Regions from separate parts of the Gossypium arboreum genome. Here region 2 is linked to region 1. A link is a contact called in public Hi-C data. All regions are on one chromosome and are shown on one strand. Each heading gives the region's core, a stretch centred on a gene start, on an enhancer-like site or on the middle of the called end of the contact. The rest is flanking DNA. Distances are from core to core; before and after follow the strand shown.

Evidence for each region. A called contact is a pair of places that touch in the nucleus more often than the background predicts.
Region 2: a Hi-C map of leaf shows a contact between it and region 1, with 4 times the contacts expected there. The contact joins the promoter of LOC108487131 here to the promoter of LOC108487562 in region 1. A contact is called at or near these places in 2 of 5 Hi-C or Micro-C datasets (both in leaf).

The regions. Positions count from the first base shown.
Region 1 is chr10:31,047,805-31,051,993 of ASM2569848v2, reverse strand. LOC108487562 (U-box domain-containing protein 16-like) reads left to right here and starts at 2,373. Exons shown (of 1, transcript XM_017791936.2): 1 at 2,373-4,189. The coding sequence starts at 2,549.
Region 2 is chr10:31,212,313-31,215,958 of ASM2569848v2, reverse strand. It overlaps LOC108487131, which reads left to right and starts at 1,553. Exons shown (of 6, transcript XM_017791380.2): 1 at 1,553-1,709; 2 at 2,286-2,396; 3 at 3,123-3,310; 4 at 3,481-3,646. The coding sequence starts at 1,697.

The DNA.
Region 1 (4,189 bases), core at 1,124-3,623:
TACTCAAAATATCTTTCCAAATCCATGAGTCTGAGGGTGCTTTAATTGCATACTAAAAATCTCTACCTTTGTGGTATTTAGCTTTTAATACGACACAGTGTGTCCCTAATCTGCCATTATGGCAGGGGAGTTTCATTCATCGGATCAATCTTTGAGATTCCCAGTACTCCATCTTGTTTAGGTATACGCAGGTCTTTCAGTTGCATAATTGAATTTGATTAATGCTCTAGAATTCTGAGCCTGAACTTGAAATGCCAGCCTGACATCATATGTTTACTTTACAGTTTATCATCTATACAGCGGAGCTGAGTTCATATAAGAAAAAAAAGGGAAAATAAAAAGCAAAAAAGTGTGTTGGATCAAAGCTGGATGTGTAATGTAAAGTCTAAGAGGAAAGCAGAAATAATGCATACAATAGTTTTTTAAATTTGGAAAAAAGTGGATATATGATGAGGTTTGGAACAAGTCCACAACAAACTTTACCAACCGTTCCTCACAATATGCATCTGGCTTAGGTTTTGTATTGTATTAACAATAATTATTAAAACGAAAACGAGATTGAAATGCTAAAAACAATATTATTAAAAGAGGTACTATTTTTCCATCTTTTATCTCTATTTATTAACTCCATTAAAAATTTATATTATGAATGTATATTAAAAGTGTGATGTGGCCTACCTGCCGGCTGCTGGTACACTCAATTCAACACTTATCTTTCTTCCATATTCTTCACTCTCATTTCTATTAGTAATATAATTAAAACAAATTTATCACTCCATTGTAATGAGCTGAAAAATCAGAAAAGGGAGCCAGCCGGCAATGTTGTCAAAGGCAAGTTGATTATAATACTTATTCTCTGACCTGGTAAACGGCCTTCCCAATCTAATACATTTTTCTTTTCATACACTAAAACCATGCAACACGACAATTAAAATGTTCTGTTTCCAATATATATCTAATAATAAAATAATTTAATTTAATATCATCTTAAATATTAATAAAATAGTTTCATATTATTAAATTTTAAATATATATATATAAGTAATATTATAGTTGCATTTAATTTATATATGATATTTTCTCTTAACTTAATTTAATTTTAATTAAATTATATAAAAAATTAAAATTGAGAAAAAATCATAAGAAAACATTTTAAAAACTTGAAATAAGTAATTAAAAATAAAAGAAAATAGAGAAATATGAACCAAAAATTAAAAATAAAAAAACTAAAAAATTTTGTAGAAAATTGAAAAATTATAGTGACCACTAATTGTATTATCAAATTTTGTTATTTGATTAAAAATTTTAAAAATGAAATAGAAACAATTTAAAATGAAAAAAATCAACTGCCTAAAAACTATTATTTTTAAAAAATTGATTGCATAAAAATAAAAATAAAATTAATTTTTGAAAAGAAAATTAAAAATTGTAAAAAGAAGAAAATATGTTTTTATTACTTAAATAATTAATTAGTTTAAGTATTTTAATTAAAGTCTGATAAACTAAAAAATTAAATGCTGAAAAGTTTTCTTTCATATATTATTTAAAATTGATTAGTGATATAATTAGAGTGATTGGTAAATATAAATTTTAAATTATAAAAATTATATTATGAATTTTATCTTTAATTTTAAGCATTTATCCTTATTCTGAACAAAATTAAAATTTTGAACGTAAAGTTTTTGTAGAATAATATAACATTAAAATAAAATAAATTGAAATAATTGAAAATATTCTCCTTTAAGTTCTAAGTAACTCTTATTTATTTATTATTTTCTATACTTTTTATAGAAAAAATTATCATATTGCTTTAATTTTAGATTATCAAATATGTGCAAAAATTAATTAATTTTCAATAATTTATTAAATAAAACTTAAATTAGAAAAGATATTATATATAGATGTGCGTATGATAATATTTTTGATATATTTAAAATGAATGATGTGACAATATTTTAATGAGGTCTAAAATTATATTTTTTAAGATGATTTGAATATAAGTTATTCAATAGATAATTATTTAAATTAGGTAGTTTCACCAATAAGAATTTTATCGATAAATTTTAGTTAATGTGGCATGAAAAGGGAAGAGGGTTGTTTTGAAAGAAAAAAGTGTTTTTAAAAGGAGAATTATTTTTTATTTTTGTATTATATTAATTTTAATATATAGATTTAAATTCAGTGAAAATAAAAATGCATATATTAAGTATAAATTAGTTAAATTTATATATCATCACAAATTTCAAACTTTTTTTTTACAAAAATTAAAGTAATTGTAATTTTAAAGCTAACTTTTTGTGGTTTGGAATTAAACTTAATTAAATTAATCATAGAGTTTATAATAAGTATAAAAATAGATTATTATCATTTAAAAAATGAAAAGGGGGCGTGAAATGCAACGGGCCAACTTGTTCTATCTGTAATCAACTACTGCTATATCTTCTTCTTCAATTCAAAGCCAAAAAAAAGGCTACCAAATTTCACATTCCATTAGCTTAGATATCTGTGTTGCAGAAATTCTTTTGTAAGAGTTATTAATTTGTGTTTCATGGCCGTTTCTCCTCGGGTTTTCCCGCCAAGAAAGCGTTGGCCGTCTACGGGCTCCTCCATATCTCCGAAATTTGCAGACTTGAACCTGGTAAAGTCTCTTCTTTCTTTGTCTCAAGAAATCTCCGCCCTCAAACCTCTTCAATGTCTCCTGATACAAAAGTCCCTTTCCACCATAAACAAGTCGAAGCTTCTCGCTATCGTATTCGAGGAGCTTCTTCGCAACCCAGTTTCCACCTCCTTCTCTCCTTCGATCCTCCTCTGCTTCGAAGAAATGTACATAGTTTTCCAGAGAATAAAGACTTTAATGGAAGACTGTTGCAACGGAAGCAAGATGTGGTTGCTCATGCGAATCCAACCATTGGCCAACAGTTTCCACGAGCTCACCCTCGAATTGTCCACTCTCCTCGATATCTTCCCTGTCAATGAATTGGATTTGAGTCAAGACGTGGAGGAGCTTTTCGTTTTGGTAAGAAAACACTGCTCCCAATCTAAACCATCGGTAGATCCCAGAGACGATTCTCTCAGGCGAGATGTTCTAGCTTTGCTCCATCAGATTAAGAAAGAGATCGTCCCTCATCACTTAAAGCTTAAACAGATTCTGGATAATTTAGGGTTACGCGACCAATCAAGTTGTAGAGAAGAAATCGAGTGTCTCCAAGATGAAATCCAGAACCAAATCGATGAAAAGTCCAAATTAGATATTGCTTCTTTGATCGGTCTCCTTCGTTATGCTAAATGTGTTCTATTTGGATCTTCAACGACGCAACTGGAACCAGACCATCGCCGGCGGAATTCATTGTCGGATATTGCTGTTCCGGCGGACTTTCGGTGCCCGATAAGCTTAGAGTTAATGCGGGACCCAGTTGTCGTTGCCTCTGGACAGACGTACGATCGGGAATCGATTAATCAGTGGATTGAATCTGGACACAACACGTGTCCAAAGACTGGTCAGACCCTGGCCCACACCAATCTAATCCCTAACCGCGCTTTGAGGAATCTTCTAGCCATGTGGTGCCGCCAACAGAGAGTCCCATTTGAAACCGTGGGAAGTAACGAGAAAGTTAGCGGCGTCAAAGCCACCAAAGCCGCCTTTGAAGCTACGAAAATGACGGTGTACTTTTTGGTCAACAAACTTTCGGTTTCTCCATCCATGGAGGCAGCTAACGCCGTCACTTATGAGCTTCGAGCCCTGGCTAAAACTGACTCCGACAGCCGAGCCTGCATCGCTGAAGCTGGCGCAATTCCGGTCCTTGTCAGATATTTAGGTTCGGGCGTAGGCTCCGAACACCCAAACCTTCAAGTCAATGTCGTTACAACGATTCTTAATCTTTCCATCCTAGAAGCAAACAAAACGAGGATAATGGAAACCGACGGAGCTTTAAACGGTGTTATTGATGTATTACGTTTTGGTGCCACATGGGAAGCCAAAGGAAATGCGGCGGCTACAATATTCAGCTTATCAGGTGTTCACGCCTACAGGAAAAGGCTGGGGAGGAAGACACATGTCATAAAAGGATTGATGGATTTGGCAAAAGACGGGCCCACCAATTCTAAAAGGGATGCACTCGTGACTATTTTGAATTTGGCGGGAGATAGGGAGACCGTTGGGAGGCTAGTGGAAGGAGGAGTTATAGAGACA
Region 2 (3,646 bases), core at 304-2,803, 160 kb before region 1:
AAAAATGCTTAAGATAAAAGAAATTTTAAAATATTAAAATTTTGTACCAACCAATCTTGATAGATGCCTTTGGCAAAACAAAGAAAAAATTATTTTAGGGGAGATCAAAATTAAATTGTAATTTTTATGATAGTAAAAATACAATTGCACCATTTTAGTAGCATATATATTTATAATTTTTAAAGTATTAAATCAAATTTTTATTATTTTAGGGGACAAAGTACAATTTTACCATTACTAATTTAAAAAAAAATTTAAGAGTTTAAATGAAAAATTTTCTATTTTAAAAGAGTCAAGGACTCTACCAGTCCCCCTAGGTACGCCCTGTGCTCTGATATAAGTTAGTATTGATCAGAACATATCAAATACACCAAAATGGTCAAAACCCAACAATATTTTAACTAAAATGGAATACGAACTACTTGGTATCAATTTAAAACTGAAATAGAACACATTAATCGATACAATTGGTAACGATATGGTACCAACAACCACTGTAAAATATGTTTATGAACATGGTTTCAATGAACCAAATATTTTGATATATTGAAGTTGTAACTCTCGAATTTAATTGGGAACGTGTTGCAGATATTATATGTGAAGTTGTGTTTATTATGAATCTAAATTAGATAACATTTAATAATACATCAAATATTGTAAAAAATTTTATCATTTTAAGATTATCATATCAGGACATCATACAATCCAAGTTTGTTTTCGTCTCGATGAGTCAAGTCAAGTACTAAATATATAAATATTTTCTTAAAACAAGAAAAGAAATGTTCTCCACCTCTATTATATAAAAAGGTAGATTACTAAGTTGGTCATCCAATTTTTAAGGCGTTTTTATTTTGATTATACAAAAAAATATTCTTTCAAATTTATCTACATCATCAGAGATAGCTTTCATTTTAATCACCCAGACGTTAAATTTTTAACACCAATAAATTGTAAACATCACATCATGTTTATAGTTTCATTTTGGCCAGCCAACTTCTTGGTTGTTTTCATTTTGGTCATTAAAAAATCTTTTTTAAGTATGGATCTAGAAAAATAAAATTAAGGATTAAAATAAAAAACAATAGAAATTAAAATAATGCCTTAAAAATTTGAAATTATACTTGCTTACTCCTTTGCCTGAAAGTTGTAAATTTTATTCAATATTGAAGTTTCAATCGATTTATTAGTATAATATTGAAATTAATCTCTTTCTAAAATTTAAAATTTTAATTTATGTTATTGAATTATCTTTATTCAAATAGTCTATATTTAATAATTATATAAAAACTCAAATTTCTTTTGATAAATTGAAATTAAATCTTCTATGCTAAGTTAAATTAATTCGTTAAAATTATTATATTCAATTCAAATTGATTACGACATTTATGAATATCTTTTTATTTTAAAATGTTACACGTCAACTTTAAAAATATTTAATGCTATTAATAATTAAATTTAAATTTTAAAATTCAAAGGATAAAGAAATTTAAATAACTGAAAAAAAATATTAAGTTCTAATAATAGAAAGAAGATAGTAATTTGTAGCATATTTTAACCAAAATTTAGAAATAAATATGGTGATAATGGTGAGATGGTAGATGAGTTTAAAAGGGGCAGCGCCAACGACAATTCCACGCCTTTGCCCAATCCGACACTCACAGGGAATTAATAATAATATCTCCCTCTGGCGCTGGCTATGCTTTCCAAAGGTACAACTCTTCTCTTCCATCCTTTTTTGTTTCTATTTTCATTATATCTCATCTGTTTTTCCTCTCCATTGTTTAATTTTGTGCAAAATCTTTGATGGGATTTTCTTATAGTACTTCTTTGTTGAAACTTGAAAGCTTTGGTTTCTCTTTCATCCTACATGTTGTGGTTTAGTTTCAAGTATTGAAACACAAAGAATATGAATTGTTGTAAGTATTGGGTTTTGGAATAATCTGCTTTTGAATTGTTGCTGCTGCTATACTTTCGCTTATTCTGGAGCTACTACCGGTCTTTTGGTATCTGGGTTGTATGAAGCCCAGTCAAAAAGTTAACTGATAGGTGAAATTTGAGATATAGCTAGTAATTAAGGATAATATTATTGTTTGTATTGGGTTCTATCACTTTTCAGACTATGGTCGCACCTTTCAGGTGATATGTGTATTAGTTTAAAATTTTGTTTATTGTTGTCATAGGATCTTTTACCTTTGGATATGTTCATGTAAAAGACATTTACTTTTTCATCAAGTACTATTTGTTTGAATTATGTGATTCTCATGCTATTTAATGAATAACTCCAGGCATTATGGATGTGAGACTTGGGCTCTTATTCCTCTTTGTATTGAGTGCAAGCTGGGTTTGCGATGCTAGACAACTAGAAGCCGCTCCGGTAGTACTCTCTGGTGCATCAGGTAATTCTGTTAAGAGTTTTGGTAATCATTGTTGATGTTATCGTCTCTTTACGGTATCTACAAGATTCTCTTTTCCTTTTCCCAGTCCTAAGAGAGGCTTCTTAAGTTCGCTTGTTTAATTGTAATAATACCTGAAAGATGATGCAGAACGTTACTCCCTTAATGGTTTAATAATCCATATTCAGATGAAGTTGCAGCTTAATGATGGTTGAACTAAATTTATTGGTGAATATGTTCCAAGGTCCCTTAAGTTTACTTGCTTGTGAAAATGTGTGAATTAAATTAACTATTAATAATTACCAGCTAAATTTTGAACTATGTTGGAAATTTGAGGTAGGGCTTGCAATTGGAGGTCCTGGGATAAGTTTGGGATTTGGTTATAGACCGGCTTTTATAGGTTCTGAACATTTTTATTTTTGGCCTTTCAAGATCATCTTGGGCTGAGCTTAGATCACTTATTGCCAAAAATTCAGGTTGATATATCCCTTGCTTATTGCATCATGAGTTACTATCTATATTTAACAGACGCTTGAAATTTTGATACTTTTGCCAAGAAGTGTTTACTGATGTTAATGAGATCCCTAAATGATTGCTCATTGAAGATGTGCAGATACATGCCTTTCTCCAATAAGAAATAGATTTGCAAACTGTATAACTTTTTAACTTGAGATTGTACAATGGAAGTGAGAAAACAATCAAGTGTAATCAAACAGAATCCTGGTTCAGTTGTGCAGACAAACCAGGGGCAAGATGAGGAAGTAGTAGAAAACATTGTTTGGAAGGACAATGTGTGCACAGTGTGTGAGGAATTTGCTACTGAGGCAATTAATTTCCTTTCACAAAACAAGACCCAGACTGAGATAGTTGAGGTGCTTCACAAGAGTTGCTCTCGTATTCCTTCTTTTGAGCAGCAGGTACTTGTCTAGCTCAGTTAAATGGTGGTGGCTTATTGAATATTCAAGTCAACTTGATGTTTGTGGCTATCTTTAAAAGAAAGAAAAAAAAAACAAAAACAAAATGATCTTCTTTATGTCCTCTTTCTAAGTGCAAAATACTAAATCTCCATCTGACCTGTTCTGCCTAGTGCATCACACTGGTGGACTACTATGTTCCTCTCTTCTTTGTGGAAATCTCTTTGATACAACCTGAAGTTTTGTGTAAAGAGGTCAACCTATGTCAGAAATTTGCACTTATCTCTACACAAATCCGTGAAGATTGCTGTGGGGTGTGCCACCATGCTGTTTCAGAAG